Linked DNA regions of Sus scrofa: all the other regions are linked to region 2. The links are chromatin contacts, called in public Hi-C and promoter capture Hi-C maps. All regions are on one chromosome and are shown on one strand. The core of a region is the stretch at or near the end of the contact, and the rest is flanking DNA. Distances in the headings are between cores, read along the strand shown.

Evidence for each region. Promoter capture Hi-C pulls out the DNA fragments that hold promoters and counts their contacts. Hi-C and Micro-C count contacts between places; a contact is called where the count stands out from the background.
Region 1: a Hi-C map of skeletal muscle shows a contact between it and region 2, with 3 times the contacts expected there. The contact joins the enhancer-like site here to the promoter of GTPBP8 in region 2. A contact is called at or near these places in 4 of 47 Hi-C or Micro-C datasets (fetal liver, heart right ventricle, retroperitoneal adipose tissue and 1 more) and 2 of 2 datasets of contacts at active chromatin or transcription factors (alveolar macrophages and skeletal muscle).
Region 3: a promoter capture Hi-C map of liver shows a contact between it and region 2, with 11 times the contacts expected there. The contact joins the promoter of SLC35A5 here to the promoter of GTPBP8 in region 2. A contact is called at or near these places in 4 of 5 promoter capture datasets (fetal liver, fetal skeletal muscle and liver), 5 of 47 Hi-C or Micro-C datasets (blood, heart right ventricle, liver and 1 more) and 2 of 2 datasets of contacts at active chromatin or transcription factors (alveolar macrophages and skeletal muscle).

The regions. Positions count from the first base shown.
Region 1 is chr13:147,254,206-147,256,905 of Sscrofa11.1, reverse strand. SLC35A5 (probable UDP-sugar transporter protein SLC35A5) reads left to right here. Exons shown (of 7, transcript XM_013982457.2): 7 at 1-2,700. Among named protein-coding and RNA genes, the nearest start is that of ATG3, 24 kb to the left of the region's middle. Within about 2 kb of position 1,310, at least 17 of the 83 cell types and tissues checked have an H3K27ac peak or open chromatin away from gene starts, as enhancers often do. A contact at or near this core is called in fetal liver, retroperitoneal adipose tissue and skeletal muscle, where this site is marked.
Region 2 is chr13:146,931,417-146,934,116 of Sscrofa11.1, reverse strand. It overlaps GTPBP8 (GTP-binding protein 8), which reads left to right and starts at 1,253. Exons shown (of 6, transcript XM_013982454.2): 1 at 1,253-2,120. The coding sequence starts at 1,785.
Region 3 is chr13:147,278,031-147,280,730 of Sscrofa11.1, reverse strand. SLC35A5 (probable UDP-sugar transporter protein SLC35A5) reads left to right here and starts at 1,345. Exons shown (of 7, transcript XM_013982457.2): 1 at 1,345-1,638; 2 at 2,435-2,584. The coding sequence starts at 2,455. ATG3 (ubiquitin-like-conjugating enzyme ATG3) reads right to left here and starts at 1,621. Exons shown (of 12, transcript XM_003132682.6): 1 at 832-1,621. The coding sequence starts at 903.

The DNA of each region.
Region 1 (2,700 bases), core at 61-2,560, 320 kb before region 2:
CTGAGGATAGCAAAATTGCTTACTTTGTCATAGGCATTCCACCAGAGTTATGTGAAACAGGAAGATTATTTTCTTGTGGCAGTTCATTTTAAAGGTAAATATAATCAGCTATAGGAAGACCTCACTTTTAAGAAATACAGCCTACAAAACATATTTATCTTATGCAACAGATAAAACTGCAACAATATTACTTGTAAAATTATGGCCTACAGAATATATTCAATAGCAGATGCTACTAGTTCGTGGAGATTGATTTTCTCATTTACAGTTACTTTTTCCACCCTCCTTTTCAGGAAAGCATTTTTTGCCCAGAGTGATGTTTACTCATGTTAACTTACAAATTATTTAGAGAGAGAGAAGGAGCTGGAACTAAAATGTAAAGTTCTGATACAGATGCACTGCAGTACATTTGACCTCTCAACACAGGTTTGAACTGCACATGTCCATTTAAATACAGATTTTTTTTTCAATAAATACATACAGTACAACACGATCATCAGTTAGTTCAATCCTGGAATATGGAACTACAGGCACAGAGGGCCGGCTACTGCAGTAGGTCCTAAAATCAATCCCCTGTGGATACTAAGGAAAGCCTGGGCTTTTGTGGGTGCCAGTGTTTTAATAGGAGAGGAATTGGAAGCTGAGAGTTCTAGAAACTATATCCTGTCATCTTGGATCAAGCATTTGACCTGGGGAGAGGAATGATTTGTCATGTGGAAAGAGAAGTAGACTTCTTTCCTGTCCTAAAGAACCAAACTACACTACAAGTTATAGGGTAACGCTCCTAACAAATGATGCTTCCCAACAGACGAGAAGGCCTTTCTAAAGAGTAGGAGAGAATAGTAGTAAATTCTCCATCACTCAAGTGTTCAAGGGGAGATTTTATCAGCAGGATGTTTTAGAAGAGAGTCCATCACTAGTACAGAAGTTGGTCTAAGTGATTGAAGTCCCTTCCTAATTTTAGAGTCTCTTCTAAGCAGTTATGACCTACCACTAATGCACTGAATTTGCTCCTGTCATAGTTTCTGAATAGCCTTTGGTTGGACCGCAGGTGTGGCCTGCAGTGACCTGACTCCAGCTCCGTCACTGGTCAAAGGACCAGGCTTCTGTCCAGCAGTATGCCTGATCCTGGGGGGAAGCAGGATGTGGCTGAGACCCAGGATCTCAAATCCTCGGCCGGCACTGTCCTGCTGCGGTAGGTTTTCAAGTTGGAGTGCAGAGGAGGCTCTGGGGCAGAGTTACTTTGTTTACAACTCTAAGGCTTTTTGCCTCTAAACCACCATGTGGAAGCCCTGTTTGCTTGTGTGCTGGATTAGGTTCTGTGGAGCTGCAGGGACTACTTTTGCCCTGGTACAGGCCCGGCCTTGACCGGAACAGCCCAGGGCCTCCTTGGCAACTTCTCCTTTTACCTAAGTCCTGGTTTTTCCTGAGAATTCTTAGCATTCTAGTGTGGATAAGAGGCAGAGAAAGTCAAATGCAAAGGAGAGTTGTTTTCCTTCTCTGAAGCCTAGAGCAGACTTTCAGAAATCAAGTAATAGGTATCCTTCCTTTAACAGAAACAAAAAACCTCTCACAGATCTCAGTGTAGACCTTTTTTCTTCCTTACTATTATTTAAATGGATACAAACATGGAGAATAAACTCCTTGCTTACAATTTTTATATGAAAACCAAATTTACAATTAAAATATCAAGCTATTAAACCAGTCAATTTTCAATTCAGATAGGAGTTTAGTGAGGTGATAATGTCGCTCAAATAGAATCACAATAAACTCCCTAACAGTCCTGCAGAACTGTCCTCACTTGCGATTTTACTTGCTTCAAGCGCCATCCTGTCTCTGCCCAGATAACTGAAACCTGCTGACAATGCTGATGATGCATTTAATCCTGCTGGGATTTATCACCCCATGTCCCTAACAATCCCGCACGGATGTGGTGTGGCTCAAGCTGCCAACTCCCATTGGCCGAGACGCCCTGGAAAGATTTTTTAAAACGTCAGCTTTGTGTGTTCCCTGAAGCTTTGAAAGAACTCACCAATAAAATTGCCTAGGCGTGGTACTTTTTTGAGAAGCACTTTTTTTTCTACAACATTCTCTGGTTCTTCTTCATCCTCTTCTTGGTTCACTCTTGATCATTTAAAACACAGATGCCAAAAAATTAACCATCCAGATTTTCAAACATATTTGCTTAGGAATTTATGAATCATTCTCTTAATTCTTTTAATTTCCTCTTTTGCCAGAGTCGTGTTTTCTTTCTCATTTTTAACTTTGTGTATGAATAGTGTCTCTATTTTTTTAAATAGGTTAATGAGCATTTTCTAATTAATTTTTACTTTATTGAAGTTTATTGTGTTCTGCTTTTCTAAAGTTTGTTTTGATCTTTTTTCCATCTGATCTACTTCAAATGCATTTATTTTCTTGCTTGTTGAAGAGCATGTTTATAGCTAGTAGAAGAATTTCTTGGAGTAAGTAGACTTTAGGCTAGTCAGAAAGACTTTAAAATACAGCATTATCATTATTTTCTAAATCTGTTTTGAGTCAAGGGTAGTGTCATTAAGGATTTTACTCATACTTTTGTTAATTTCTAGTTTTTATACACTTGGTTAGAAAATGAGATCTGTACTCTTTCTGTTGTCATTTGCATATTTTTATTGAATTTATTATTGTTTCGCCTGTCCTCTGTACAAAAACTTTTTTGAGAAA
Region 2 (2,700 bases), core at 4-2,503:
TGCTTACAAAAAATAAATACAAATGGCCAAATAAAATGTCAAAATGTTTATCCACTTTAATAATCTGGAGAGTATGAATTAAAACAAAATAATTAAAAAATTTTTTTCATCTATGATGGCAAGATTATACTTAATACTCTACTTTTATAATGCCTGTTTTAGTGCTGTAATACTTCATTAATAGGAGTAATTTGTTGTATTTTCTTTAATGATAATTTTTCTACAGAAATATGAAAAATAGAAGCACACATACCTTATGTACCTGTCAAGTCCTCTCCTTGGAATTTATCAGACTTCCACAAGTGTGCAAAGATATCTATTCATAAGTGCTCATTGTAGCACTGTTTGTAATAACAAAACCTAATTAGTGATCAATAAGACACTGGAGGAATATATGAAATAATATGCCTCCATTAAAAACAATCATGTAGGTCGGTATGTACAGATGTATAAATATTTACAAGAATATTGTTAAAATTTTTTTTCTTTTTTTTTTTTTTTTGTCTTTCTGCTATTTCTTGGGCCACTCCCACGGCATATGGAGGTTCCCAGGCTAGGGGTCGAATCAGAGCTGTAGCCCCCTGCCTACGCCAGAGCCACAGCAACGAAGGATCCGAGCCGCGTCTGCAACCTACACCACAGCCCACGGCAACGCCGAATCGTTAACCCACTGAGCAAGGGCAGGGAGCGAACCCGCAACCTCATGGTTCCTAGTTGGATTCGTTAACCACTGCGCCACGACGGGAACTCCTGTTAAAAATTTTTTAAAGGCTATATAGAACAGTCCTTTGAACTAAATGCATTCATAGTTATACATATCCAAAATGTCTGGACATTTACAACAAAGTGTTCTCTTAAGGAAGAATGAGATTAGGGGTTGGAGGAAAGCCTCAAAGCCTAATGCAAAGATCAGTTTTAAAAATTAGCCAGCAAGCAGTAGGTCAGGCTACTCTCAAAGTCCTTGAGTTCTGTTCACTAACTTTTGTGTGACATTACTTCAAGAATTTCCCTGAAGAGTCACTGAAAAACCTGGGGAATCGCTCAAGAGACCCTGAGTTCATAATGCTATGCTGTTTGCTACTAAGGTTGTAGAAAACCCATTGTCTTTAAGCAAGAATATCTTTCAGATATTTATTTTATCATGATCCCTGTATTCCCCACTCTGGCACTGATCAATTTGAATTGTTTTGGGAAGAAACTTTTGAAATAAGATGCCATTACGTAATTTCAATGAAAGAACTCTGGAACACCTGTGCAAACTGTTTTTGCTTTTATTCTGTAAGAAATCTCTAAAACTTAATGACATTTCCTGCAGCTACAGAGATGGTTGAAATGAAATATAACAAGATGCTTTTTCAACTACATTTCTCACCATCTCTTTTCTCATTTTTACGAAACTGTTTTCTTGTGATTTGTACATCAACGTCAACGATCTGTGAGACAACCAGAAACTGAAGAGTAAACCCGCCTAAAATCCACCAGAACTTCACACGTTTTCTTCTTCACTTGAGCCTCAAGGGTCACACAGCCAAATAAGCTTTTTCACCTCTAAAAACCGTTGAACAGCCTTCCCACAGCGGCATACAGGGCAAAGGCACAGCTGTCAGCGTTAGAGTGTGAAAGGAAGCCACCGAGTTTCCCTCTGCTGGGCAACTTCTGCCTCCCACTCCCAGTACTCGAAGAGCGGAGACTACAATTCCCAGAAAGCGTAGCGGGAGCCGAGTTACGCATGCGCATCCTACATTCTGCGAAAGAGGCAGGGGCGGGGCTTCTGAGAAAGGAAAATGGCAACACGCCGGTTGTGGCCTGGGGTGGGCCGGCTGTTTACTATAGGGACTATGCTGGGGCGAGGAAGACGAGCTTACAGCGCGTCCCTGGCCTTTGCAGAGGTTCTACGGCTGCCAAGCAATCAACGCACGAAGCTCGTGTTCCCGCTGCAAGAACTCCAACGGTTTCTCGTCCCGGGCTCGAACCCAGACCTTCACCTGAAGATCTTCGACCCAACTCTGGACGACATCGCGAGGGCTGAGAGCATCTTCACGGCATCCGCCCGGAACCGCATCGATTACGTCAGCTCCGCTGTGCGTCTCGACCACGCCCCGGACCTCCGCTGCCCTGAGGTGAGCGGGGGGAGCCCCCGCAGGTCCTGGAGTTTCGGCAGAAATTTTGCTGTCACTCCCTGTCTTGTCACCAAATAAGAGATTCTCTAGCTTTGTTTAGATGCATATCATTATTATAACTAAATAAGCAAATATAGTTTTAATTACTTTGACAGGGAATATAGAAGACTTTAAAAGGCATTCAGGAGTTCCCATCATGGCTCAATGGTTAACGAATCCCACTAGGAACCCTGAGGTCATGGGTTCGATCCCTGACCTCGCTCAGTGGGTTAAGGATCTGGCGTTGCTATGATCTGTGGTGTAGGTCGCAGAGGTGGCTCGCATCCCCCATTGCTGTGGCTCTGGCGTAGGCCAGCGGCTTTAGCTCTGATTAGACTCCTAGCCTGGGAACATACATATGCCGCGAGTGCGGCCCTGGAAAAGGTCAAAAAATAAATAAAAGGCATTCAAAAAATTGCCTGACCATGTCTTTTTTTCTGTTTAATTGAAGTAGAGAAAACATGCTGAGACAGACAAAATGTTTCACAAACGAAGTGATCCTTATCAATAGGTAGTTTTCTCCCAATCTGAATTTCCTATG
Region 3 (2,700 bases), core at 96-2,595, 350 kb before region 2:
TGGTTCCTAGTCGGATTTGTTTCCGCTGCGCCACGATAGGAACTCCTAAAACATTTTTAAGAGTTTTAAAAGAAAAACTTGAATGCACTTCTAGAAATGCATCTTTGAAAGTAAAACCAGTCATTCTTCTAATAACTAATGTTACAACTTTTACTTTAAAATATCTTTAAAAATGTAAATAAACCAAGTATCTAGAAGGGTCAGCCTACTCCTTATTATCATTGACGTCCAAGATGAATAACTAGTTTCAGTTATTTTAAAAACTTGGAAAGGGGGGTGTTGTCTGTTAGCTGGGTTAAATGGTACTGAAAGAAATAATGTTGCAAATTTCACCTTCTTTTTCTGAAATCTAGTAATTTGGGACCTTAGTCACAACTTACTATTTCAAACCCCTAATTAAAAGAGACTTACTATGAACTTTGAAAGAAAAAGGTGACATCTCATTTTAATACCAAACTGATTTCATTTTTTAAGATAAGCAAAATCTTCATTTCAGTAGTTCAAAAGACTTCCGACGTTAGGATTTAACGTCCTCAAAAATCACTTATCTACGGACCACCATCCAACCTGATTGTACCAAGAGGAGCTGAGTGCTGACGGGTGGGAGACAGAAGTATGCAGAGTCGGTCCAAATTACCCAAGAGCCAGAGGAAACACCTAGGGAACAGCTAGGTAAGACCGCAGGTAGGGGCTGCACCTTTTCCCGTGTACCATTCCTACCGCCTTCCCACACTTTTTGCCACCGGAGAACCAGGTGACTCTCCAGGCGCCCGGCCCTAGATCCCTGCAAAGCCAAGCGTGTGGGTGACAGTCCCTGACAAGCCCACTTACCTTGAGGACCGGGGTCAGGTACTCAGCTACTTCCAGTGCCTTTCCCTTTACCGTGTTAATCACATTCTGCATCCTGGGGCCGGAGGAGCGGCCGGCCCCGAGACAGAGTGGAAAGGACAGCCGGACAGGGATCGGGAGTCAGAAAACGTCCCCGCCGCCGACGACTGGCCTCGACACCCGAGGCGACGAGACGCGACGAGACGCGACGGGACGGACGGGACGAGGGGGAGGGGCGGCCGGCGGGGCGAGAGAGAGCGGGGAGCGCGCTCCTCGCGCCCCAGGCAGCGCGCGGTGGGCCGGGCCCAGCTGTCACCAGGCCGCAAGGGAGAGCGGTGGGGCCGACTTAGGGGGAAAAGCGGGCGCACGCGCACCCTCGCCTTCTCAGGGGCTGTCTTCTCCGCCTAGCTTCACTCGCACCCCTTCCGGCTTCTCCTTCCTCCTCTCACTCTCTCGCCGTAGCTCCGCCGCCACCTGGACCTCACGTGACAGAGGACTCTCCCGACACGTGACGCGAGAAAGGCCGCGCTTGGGGCGGGATCGGGTCGCTTTTCCCCTCCCTCCGGAAGCGTAACACTGAGCGCGCCTGCGCAATGGGCGCCAGGTCCGCTCTTTCTAGCGTCGGGTAGTTATTGTGCTTTCTGTTCCAGAATAGGAGGGTTGGGTGCAGAGGCTTATTCGCCTTTCTTTTCCACCCATAGCTTCCCTGCCTATGTGCCCTAAAAGCTGCTGCTGTTGCGGAGCCAGACAGTTACTGCTTTAGCTCTAGGATGCATGCTCTTCCGCAGGAAGCTCTTCGAAGGGACCAAGGTAACAGCGCCCCCACCCCGGGGCGGGGTGGGGGCAGAGGCAAAAGAATGCGCGTGCGTTTGAGGGGAGGGCGCACGGGTGACAGAAGGCGTTCCTAAATCGTGGAGGGAAACCTGCCCTTCGGGTGGGGAGGGGTGTCTTTTTGGCTTTGGTACACTTGGGCCCACTAGGCTGTGGGTGTTGGTACTTCCAGCCCATCTCTCACCAATACCACCGGCTCTGCGCTCCATTAAACTGGCATGCTTTGGGCAGGGTAACTACTCAGTGTAGAGTCTAGTGTCTTCAACATCTCAAAAAAGGGCCTTGGAGTCATTGATTTCTAAGTTCCCCTCTGCTTCCAACACTAGTTGGAAATTAAAGTAACAGCAGTGTTTCAGATATTTCCATTTTGGTCATTATTTAACGAATCTTTCACTGCAAGTTCTTTTTTTTCCTCCTATGGAAAAGCTGCTACTAAGGAGAAAAATACAAATCTGAAATTATCTTTTAGACCACAGTTGCTCATAAGAGTGAAAGTTAAAAGAATTGTTTCTCTGCAAAATTCTGCAGTCCCAAACTGTCCTTTTGTCAGCACTTCTAATCTAGCCCTTGCCTTTTCTGTGTCTAGAGTTCCCCTTCCTATCAAATTTTGACTGTTTCATTTCCTTTCACCATAGTTTTTCTTGTAGTTCTCAACTTTTTTGATTTTGATATAGACATCTAAAAAATTCCTTTTCTGTTCTTCACAAGTCAGTGGTATGTACATTATACTTAATCGGCTGTCAGGGTTGTTCATGAACATGTCCTTCTCTTTAAGGCAGTTGAAAAAACAGTGAAATGGAAAGCACATGTTGTGGTCTTCCAGTGTTATGCTCCTGGTCAACAATGTATGCATTCCTGCTAGGGGTGGTATTCATTGCTTTAAGCTCAAGTCGCATCCTACTTGTAAAATATTCAGCCAATGAAGGTAAGTTAAGACTTGGATTATGTATGGAACTCTGCCATTTAATCACCCATTGTCTTTCTTGTCTTTGGTTTCCTTGTGTGTAAAATGGGGATTATATCCTTAAAAGTACTCTGCTT